Linked DNA regions of Macaca mulatta: region 2 is linked to region 1. A link is a contact called in public Hi-C data. All regions are on one chromosome and are shown on one strand. Each heading gives the region's core, a stretch centred on a gene start, on an enhancer-like site or on the middle of the called end of the contact. The rest is flanking DNA. Distances are from core to core; before and after follow the strand shown.

Evidence for each region. A called contact is a pair of places that touch in the nucleus more often than the background predicts.
Region 2: a contact with region 1 is called in a Hi-C map of fetal cortex germinal zone, with 2.3 times the contacts expected there. The contact joins the enhancer-like site here to the promoter of TMEM161A in region 1. A contact is called at or near these places in 2 of 14 Hi-C or Micro-C datasets (fetal cortex germinal zone and fetal cortical plate).

What each region holds. Positions count from the first base shown.
Region 1 is chr19:19,712,467-19,717,531 of T2T-MMU8v2.0, reverse strand. It overlaps TMEM161A (transmembrane protein 161A), which reads left to right and starts at 2,350. Exons shown (of 11, transcript XM_077978495.1): 1 at 2,350-2,382. The coding sequence starts at 2,380.
Region 2 is chr19:20,086,451-20,091,501 of T2T-MMU8v2.0, reverse strand. It overlaps GATAD2A (GATA zinc finger domain containing 2A), which reads right to left. Exons shown (of 11, transcript XM_028840086.2): 3 at 680-812; 4 at 406-537. Among named protein-coding and RNA genes, the nearest start is that of TSSK6, 23 kb to the left of the region's middle. Within about 2 kb of position 3,686, at least 23 of the 40 cell types and tissues checked have an H3K27ac peak or open chromatin away from gene starts, as enhancers often do. A contact at or near this core is called in fetal cortex germinal zone, where this site is marked.

The sequences.
Region 1 (5,065 bases), core at 1,101-3,600:
CCCCACGTTCCCCAGGCTGGTCTGGAACTCCTGGGATTAAGCGATCGTCCCATCTTGGCCTCCCAAAGTTCTTGGATTACAGGCATGAGCCACTGTACCCAGCCTCTTTTTTTTTTTTTTTCCTTACTGTGTTGCCAGGGCTGGAGTGCTGTGGCATGATCATGACTCACTGCAGCCTCAAACTCCTGGGCTCAAGCAATCTTCCCACCTCAGGCTCTTAAGTAGCTGGGACTCACAGGCTTGAGCCACCACACTGGGCTAATTTAACTTTTTAAAAATTTATTTTATTTTATTTAGAGGTGAGGGTCTTGCTGTGCTGCCCAGGCTGGTCTCAAAATTCTGGGCTCAAGCAGTCCTCCAGCCTTAGCCTCCCACGTAGCTGGGACTACAGGCACACACCAAGCCACTATCCCTGGCTGGACTCAGGTCTTCAACACTTCCCACCTGGTTCCTTCTGTCCCTTCCCCACTCAGGAGGGGTGAGCCACTGTCCCCATGACAGTGATCAATGGCTGTGGAGGTCCAGCTGAGCATACAGCCCCTGCCACCTCCAGCAGCGCCACTGCCACATGCACGGTGTTACACATAGAGGATGCAAACCCTTCACCCAGTTACCCACCCTTGTGTTCTGAGGACCTCCCCAACAATGACTCTGGCCTTCCTCCCACATGGGCTGAAGAACCGCCTACTCACTGGCACCCCAACCCCACACATCCGGACCAGGACCAGGGACTGAGCAGGAGGGAAAGAGTCAAAGCAGCAGGTACCCTGGAGGAAACTGAGGCATGGCCAGAGAGAAAGAACCTTCCCAGCCTTTGGATCTCACCCTCATGGTGACAAGAAGTCAGGCCAGTCCCTGATATCAGTGCCCACAGACTAAGCACCCAGTGTGAGGTCCATTAAATTATGGGTTGCTTTCTAAGACTGGGAGCCCCCAGGGCCACTGGTGAGACTGGTTCGGCTTCTCCATCCCAGGGAGACTGCACTTTTGCCCTCCACCACGAGGTGGCGTGCGATAGTGCGCTTAAGATTCAGCACTTGCCAAAAGTTAAAAAAATAAAATGTAAACTAGGCCCGGGGGCTCACGCCTGTAAACCCAGCACTTTGGGAGGCCGAAGCGGGCGGATCACCTGAAATCGGGAGTTCGAGACCAGCCTGATGAACACGGAGAACCTCGTCTCTACTAAAAATACAAAATTAGCGAGGCATGGTGGCCCATGCCTGTAATCCCAGCTACTCGGGAGGCTGAGGCAGGAGAATCACTTGAACCAGGGAGGCGGAAGTTGCGGTGAGCCAAGATCGCACCATTATACTCCAGCCTGGGCAACAAGAGGGAAACTCCGTCTCAAGGAAAAAAATAATAATAATAATAATAAAATGTACAAATGAAAAGGTAGTTACACGGGCCCCCCACACAGGAACCCACCCCCATAAAGATACTCAGACACTTGGTCATACCCAATATATGTCTACACTCAGGCAGACACACTCATCCACAGAAAGACAAACGGCAAAACCCAGGCACGAACACCAGAAGCCCTTTCCTTCTAGCGGTGAAATAAAGAACATCAGATCCCTGAAGCTGACATTTGGTCCTTGATCCAGCCATGCCTGAAGCTGACCCTACAGCTAGTATTTTCTGTCACATGAGCCATAAACTTTCCTTTTTTTTGCTTGAACCTATTTTAGTTGATATTTTGTGGAGCACAGCCAGAGTCCTGGCTGATAGAGATGAATAAAGCACTTGCCAGGTGAAAAATATTGAGGCATTCTTTTTTGGTTTTGTTTTGTTTTTATTTTAAGATTGAGGCATTCCTGAAGGCATTGCAAGATGTAGGATATTTACAAAAGCCTGGAGGTATGACAGAGCATGGTGGGTGCAAGCTGTACTATTAGGTGCACCACAGTGCTAGCAGCAGATTTAAGTCAGGCAGAGGGGTCTGGATTCAGTCTGAGTACTTAGCCTACTTGGTACTTAGGAATACTAAGTACTTAGTCTACTAAGTAGGAGCCATTGAATGTTCTTGATGGGGGGGGGAGTTCTCTCAGAAATGTCCCTTAGGTGGGAATAAATGACTTCGCTGCAAACCTTTGAAATAAGTTTAGGTAAGAGAAGACTGAGCCTCCAGAGAGGTGGGCCACGCAGGCCTCCCAGACACAATCTTGACTTTGATCGCTCAGAACCAGCGTGTCTGAACTACAATTTCCGGCATGCAACGCGAGCGGCCTCCTCGTCCCTGGTGACTTGCCGGCTCAAAACACGCTGATTGGTTGCACGGGATGCTCGTCAGATCAGAGTCGGGCTCTAATTGGTCGAGTTCCCGTGGAAGGCCCGGAGCCCCAGGCCGGTGGGTCCGTGCACCGCGCTCCCGCAAGCGCCATGGTGAGCGAGCGTCTTGCGAAGTGGGGGGCTCTGCAGGGCCGGGGTCCAGCCGAGGGGGTCCAGGGAGACACTGAGGGAATGTGGTCTCTTCTTGGGGATTGGAGGCTCTGAGGGATTCGGGGGCACGCTGAAGGCCGTGTGTCCCTGTCTGGGGGCCCTGCTCTCGCTGCAGGACCTCCGAAGGAGTCGACGGGGGTCGTACCCAGGGAGACTAGAAGCCCTTAAGCGTTCTGGGGATTCCGCTCTCTGGAGACCTTTTAGGGGTTTGGGGTCCTGCTATGGGGTCGTGGTCCCACAGAGGGGCTGCGGACCTCAGCACATTTGGAACCTTGTTAAGGCGGTGTGGGGGCCTGTTGGGGTCCACTCTGGGGACAGGGGTCCTGCAGGAGCGTGGGGGCCGCGCCGACGGGATCCATCAGGGGTCCCTTCTATATCGGGGTGTGTGCAACGGGCAGGGGAAGCCGTGGGCAGTGGACTCAGGAGGTCTGGGTGGCCTCAGGGCGGGCAAAGTTCTCAGAGTGGGAGACAGGACAGTTGGAACCTTCACGTCTCACTCAGCTCTGGGTTCAACCCACTGAGTATGTTCTTAAAACTTAGCCCAGCCCCAGGGGATCAGGCTGGTGCGGGTAGATGGGGCACTCCCACAACCCTGACGCGACTGGCCTGGGCAGAGAGGGACGTGGAACTGGAGAACTGGAGGGTCCCTGCCTGGGACCATCCCCGATGAGGGGTGCTGGAGATGGCCCTGAAGGAAGGGCCCTGATGGCCGGGATTATTGAAAGTGGGACGTTGTCCCAGGCGCAGGTGCAGGACGCTGTAGGAGATGAGGGCGCGGGCTCCCGGGAATGAGATGGAGGGAAGTTGCATTGATTTTATCAGGGTTCTTGGGTTCAAGGATCGTAAATCCAGTAAAGGGAAAAGAAGGAGCTGATGGAAGACTCAAGAAAATCCTTGGAGATGTCTGCGGAGCCCTGACCTTGAGATAGGAGGCTGGCTGGAGGGCAGGGCTATCAGAACATCCCAGGACAGACCTCTAGAAGCCTTAGGTGAAGAGATACACCCCTCCACCACCTTTTCCCTTAGGGGGTTTTGGGAGGTGGTGGGGTCATTGATGAAGAGCCCAAAGGTCCAGGAAGACCTCTGAGACTCCAGTGGTTGGGCGCAGTGAGGGCTGAGGAGAGAGCTGAGCCATGGGGAGGTGGAGGGGGGGTCTGTAGCTATGCCTGCAGGGTGCAGAACCGAGTTGGGGGCTGACTGTGAGACTGGTAAAGGCCTGAACCACCTGGCAGGGTATGGGATGATGGGTGAGTGTTGGGGTCTCTCAGGAGAGCCTGGAGGAGCCTACTGGTTGAGCTCAGCAGAGAGGTCTGGGCTGGAGGTGTTACTGTGCTAAGGTTGTGATGGGTTGGTGGATTGGGTGGTTAAAACCCTGGCAGGTCACAGGAGAGAGGTCCGAGAGAGAGAAGAAAAACAGACTGGTGAGTGGCAGGGCAGGTGGCTCACTGGCTTGCAGGGGCTCATGGGCTGGCACTCATGGTCCTTAAGTGCCAGCCAGCCAACCAGCCAGTGTGCACTAGGGTCCGGGGGAGGGTGAGCAATGAGGATGTAGAGATGAGAAAGATGGCGCCACCAACCTCATTACTGAAAAAAGATTTCTGGTCTCAGTTTATAAGTGATAGGCACAGAGAAAATGTCCTATTAGTCTGTTATTTTATTTATTTTTATTTTTTTATGATTATTATTTTGTTTTGAGACAGAGTCCCACTCTGTTGCTCAGGCTGGAGTGCAATGGCGCAATCTCGACTCACTGCAACCTCTGCCTCCCGGGTTCAAGCAATTCTCCTGCCTCAGCCTCCCGAGTAGCTGGGATTACAGGCATGTGCCACCATGCCGCTAATTTTTGTATTTTTAGTAGAGACAAGGTTTCACCATGTTGACCAGGTTGGTCTCAAACTCCTGACCTCAAGTGATCAGCCCGCCTCAGCCTCCCAAAGTGCTGGGATTACAGGCGTGAGCCACCGTGCCTGGCCTCAGCGGTCGTTTCGAATTACCATGCTAGGCCCGGTATCCATCACATTAGGGTTTTTCTGAGTAAATTTAGCTTATTTATGCCTGATTAAAGGATTATTTTAATAATTAATTTTAGTATTAAACTTTATTTCATTTTGATTATGACACCAGAATACTAGTAGACAGCTCTCCTGAGCACATAATTTTACATAATTACGTAATTACTGGCAGCAAATGGGTATTTACTGCATTCAATCAGGAAAACCCAGCTTCACCACAGACTGATTCTTCTAAAATGTTTAAAAATAAGTATATGAAAATGTGTTCTGAATTAAGAACTGGGTGAGAAAATTCCTAATTTAAAAAAAAAAAAGTCATAGCTGGGTGTGTTAGTGCATGACTGTGGTCCTAGCTACTCAGTAGGTTGAGGTGGAAGGATCACTTGATCCCAGGAGTTTGAGACCAGCCTGGGCAACATAGCAAGACCCCATCTCTAAAAATAAAAATAGGCCTGACACAGTGGCTCATGCCTGTAATCCCAACAGTTTGGGAAGCCAAGGCGGGAGGACTGCTTGAGCCTAGGCGTTCAAGACCAGCCTGGGCGACATGGAGAAACCCTATCTCTACAAAATAGTCAAAAATCAGCTGGGTGTGTTGGCGGGTGCCTGTAATC
Region 2 (5,051 bases), core at 2,437-4,936, 370 kb before region 1:
TACAAAAATTAGCTGGCTGTGGTGGCATGTGCCTGTAGTCCCAGCTACTCAGGAGGCTAAGGCAGGCCAATCACCTGAACCCAGGAGACAGAGGTTGCAGTAAGCCAAGGATTTGTGTCACCGCACTCCAGCCTGGCGAAAGAGCAAGATTCTATCTCCAAAAAAAAAAAAAAAAAGTGAGCTTTAGACCCTCAGATCCAGATTACTCTAGACTGAAATTCACTTTAACATCTTCTAAGCTAAATCCAAAATGCACACTGGAGTCCACAAACGGGGGAGCGGGACCTTGCCCTATACTCCCTCAAGGAAGCCCTTTCACCTTTCTGGCCCCTGACATTGATGATGGGATCAAGGCAAGGCCAGAGGCTCCTGCTGGCCCAGCGAGGAGGGGAGACAGGCACGCACCTTCTGGGCGGTGGCTTCCTTTTGTATCTGACTCTGCCGCAACTTTTTCAACAAAACGAGTTTTGCTTCTTCTAACCTCAACTCTTCTTTCAGCTGTTTGATCATCCTTTCTCGTTCTTCAGGACTGCTTTTCTGCAGAGGCGAGAGGAACAGGGTTGAGGGAGAGCGTCCTTGGTGGGAAGCAGAGGCCCTGCCGTCACTAGCTCCACCCAAGGGCGCCATGAGTGGGAAGGACACAGTGGGGCTCTGGCGGCAGTGCCACCACATGGCTCACCATGAGGGCCTCGGTGCTAGTCTCCTTCAAGGCCACCGTGGTCAGCCCATTCACTCTCGGGCTCGAGGGCTGCTCGTTGTCGGACAGCACAATCACATCGGGTGAGGGAGGTCTCCTCTCGGATTTCATGTCACTGTGGGGTGGAGACAGTAGTAACCAGAGTGCCCTTGACAGCTGTGCCCACCCCTGTGGACACATGGCAGGGAGGTGAGACCTCCCTGGCTGCTGTCTGCCCTGCATCTTCCACATCCCCAGCCCCACCCCACGGCACCTGGGCTGTCTCCTTCTTCTCACCCACACGTCATAGGGCACCCAATCCCAGTGCCCAGGTGGGCACCTTGATGGTAGGGACTTCTTAGTGCCTTCCGCCATGTTGCCAGGGCTGAGGGTGTATATGCCCCTGAGAGTGACATGGTGACTCTGGAAAACATGCCGCTCCCTCTACCGTGTGCCTCGGATTGTGTAAACACTCGGCTCTGGATCCTGGGGTCCTGCTCAGTGTTAGCCACTGTGGGGGCTTGAGCATGCTGGGTCTGATGGCATGTGTGTGCCTCGTCCCCAGCGGCAGTCCGTGCCCATGGTGGAAACCCCTTGAAGAGAAGCCCAGCTCCCTGTGTGAACCACTTTCTTCTCTCTCCACCCAGGCAGGCCAACAGCCCTCACACCTGGCAACCAACCTGTCCCCAGAAGACCAAGAGATATGTATCCACAGGCTGCCAGCTTGCTCACAAGGTGGCACCAAGTGCTAGATGGCCCTTCTTGGGCCCCACGTGGCAGCAGCAACTATCTGTTTTGAAACTGACTAGGACACAAGTTCTCTCAAAGACCAGAGACTCTCTACCGGCCTGATCTACTCATGGACTGGTTTCTGGCTGGCTGCCTCCAGCTCCACGTGGATGCTAACATCATTCTGCCTGTTACCCTGCTGCCCACTCCATAAGTTCCAGCTCAAAATTGCATCATGAGACAGTTCATCATGATTCCAGCCCTCACACCTTTTTCTTTCTAATGAATTTGCCATGGTCTGGGGAACTCACTTCTACCTGTGAACTTGACCTGAGGCCTGTTCCTCCCCTTCTCACTGTCGGCCCACAGCATCTCACTACCAGCTGAGAAGCACCAGGGGACAATCGGGGAAGTACTTGCAGGCTTTCCTTTTTTGTTATTTTGTCAAAATACAGTCACAAACATCTAAGAGTGTGGCTGATGAGCTGCTGTTATTCATCAGAACCAGGAAACAGCAAATATTCATTCTGTGCTAACGGCGGGCCAGGCTCCAAGATAAGTGCGCATGGCACCCACGTCATTTGACCCAGGCAGGAACACATCAGTCTGATTTTCCCCTTCCTGTGAATGATCCTGTAGGATGTATGTGTACAGCTGACACTACTGAAGGTGCAAGGCTGAACACCTGCTGTGGTGTTGCTGACCCAACGCAAGTCCCAGAGACAGCACTCGTTCCCAACCAAGCAGCTCCATTTGCTGACGGCACAAGGCAAACTGTCCCTGAAGATCTGGGTTCATTGTACTTTTTTTTTTTTTTTTTGAGATGCAGTCTCGCTCTGTTGCCCAGGCTGGAGTGCCGTGGTGCAATCTTGGCTCACTACAACCTCCACCTCCCTGGTTCAGGTGATTCTCCTGCCTCAGTCACCTGAGTAGCTGTGATTACAGGCATGCATCATCACGCCCGGCTAATTTTTTTTTTTTTTTTTTTTGTATTTTTGTAGAGACAGGGGTTCACCATGTTGGCCAGGGTGGTCTTGAACTCCTGACCTCAGGTGATCCGCCCACCTCAGCCTCATTGTACTTTGATCCAAGTGAATCAGGTCCGGTTTTTTGTCAGCAGGAAAACCAGCCAAGGACAGAACGCATCCTCTAGGTGGCACTGTGACCCAGGGAACAAACTCGGACAAAGTTAACTGGGAGCTGCAGCTCAAAGTTGTCCGGGCTCTCGCTCTGCCTGGGTCCAGTTCATAATTAGACCCCGGCAGGGTTGAGGAGCGTCGCTAGGATGAAGGACCTGGCTCTGCTCTAGCAGCCCTTGGGACCTCTGAGGTCCCCTCCAAGCCCAGGAGCTGCATCCTCAGGGAATGGTGGACACAGAGCACCAGAGGCTAAGGCTTCACCAAGGCTACCCTGGACTCACCAGATGCCGGACTCAGGAACCACTTTACTTGCTCTCCTCTTGTCCCTCCTAATTCCACCCACCAGAGCTACGTGGCGGCTGTACCTGAACGCTGGTCCTAGCCCTGATCAACTAGGTTCTCACCAGAGACCTGGGCATGGACAGAAAGGTACAATTTCGAAGTATACAATCCCCCAGGCAAGGGGTTATCAGCCCACATTCTGAAGCCCAGAACTGGGTAGCTTGTTTCTAAAGTAACCCAGGACACCTCACTCAGGTCTTAGCAAACCGCCAGCATGTCTCTCCTTGCTGCCGGCCCCATGCCGCCCAAGATCGACTTTCAAGGTGACCTCAGGGCTCTAATTCCAGGCTCCCTGGATGTGTACACACACTGAGCACCTCAGACGCAGGTGGTCCCAAGGCTCCAGCACAGAGCTGCAGCGGCTGGCCTCTACCCAGGTGGGCTCCAAAGTGAACAGGGTAGCGGGGACCCAAGGCAGCATCCCGTATAGAGTTACAGACACACTTCCTGAGCCAGCACGAGCTGAAATGAAATGACAGCCAAGCTCTAAGGGACTTAACACTTATCATCTTATTGAGGGCGTGAGGTTCTTCCAGAGGTGAGACGTCTAATAAAATTCAAATCTGCCTGAGGGAAGAGGGCAGGTGAAGGGTCCAGACCACCTAGTAGCTGAAGCTGCCTGAGTGGGCTGCTCTGACCACAGTGCTTCCTGGCCCCATCTTGGCTTGCGACTAATCAATAACTCATCCAAGAGATGATGTCACCACCCATCAATGATCACTCAGCATCCCAGCAGCCAGCAGGGAGTGAACTTCCTGTATGCTAATCAGGCCACCAAAAAGTCATGTGACAAAGGCATTTCCCTCCTTGGTCACATGACCCTTTAACTGTGCCTTCCAACGTGAAAACCATGGCAACGGCCAGTTCCAACCGGTTTGTGACACGCAGCCTTCATTTTGAGAAGGGAGGTAAGGGTTCAGGTGCTGTCAGAAAATGGAGTCGCCAGGCTCACCCCAGGGCTGTGGAGCTGCAGGCACTTCCTGTGTGGCGCCGGCCCACAGGGGACTGTTGCTGCACCACAGGCTCCAGTCACCTCTACACACACCGCACACGGGCCCCTCTTAAGTTTCTAAAATGAAAAACTTTGTTAAGCTCACTTTTTAAAGGAGAGGGGCTTTAAGAGTCTCAGGACTTTTTAAAATAGTTAATTCAGAAAAAAAGCATGTGGCTCAAAATGATCGTAGGCATTATTTCAGGGAAAAATTTAATTATGAAAACTGTCTGAAGTAAATAAAAGCAGTGGAAACCTAGCCCAGCATGCTGGGAGGGATGGCATTGTGGCCCAGGGACAGCGTCTGCCATTCACTCTACAGCGGCTGTCCCAGGCACCAAGTTTATTTGGAAGTGATGTGGTATTTCAGGACAAATCCCATAAGCCCGTCCTGCCCATCTTGAGAAGCCTTAATGTAAAACACACTGATCAAGAGATTTTATGTGACCTACAAAAATCCCTGGAAGCAGGCCAGGCTGTTATCAGCGTAAATGGTCTCACCCGCTCCCTGCCACGCACCACCCATACTCCCCCACCCGCTGGCACCAGCCCTGACCTCACAAGCACAGAAATTCTGTTACCTGCCAGGAACTTCCATAGAACTTCCTGGAGGAGAGGCCGGGATTATAAACTTAAATCGAGACACGATCCCACTTCCACAGCACAAGGTTACGGCTTTCAGCTGCCCAGCAACCAGCAGCCAGTACGTGGTTAATATTTAGTGTTCCCTCAGCCAGCGCCGGGAAGGAGCCATCCTTGGAGGCTGGGACCTTTGTGGTTCTCTGAATGGGCCTGCCTGGTATGCAGGGAAGGCACACTTCATCCCCCTCTCCCTCATTCATTCATTCATTCATTCATTCCTCACTCACATCTGCTGAGAGCTCATTTAAAAAGTAGGTGCTGCAGCAGGCAGTGGGGAGGAACCCCTGGATAAAAGGAGGCTCTATCCTTAGCGTTCAGTATACCAGGTAGGACAGACACAAAAGGGAAGGGGCAGGTGGGGGCGAGGCTGTAGGTGGGCTTGGGGCTGGCCCCGTGAATGTCTGACCACCGCTGTCACAGCCACAGCAGCAGGGCAGCTTCTCCGGAACTTGTATAAATGCAGCGTGTCCTCCTTGCCCCAGACCTGCTTGATCAAAGTCTGTATTTCAGCAAGATCCCCCAAGTCTTGCAC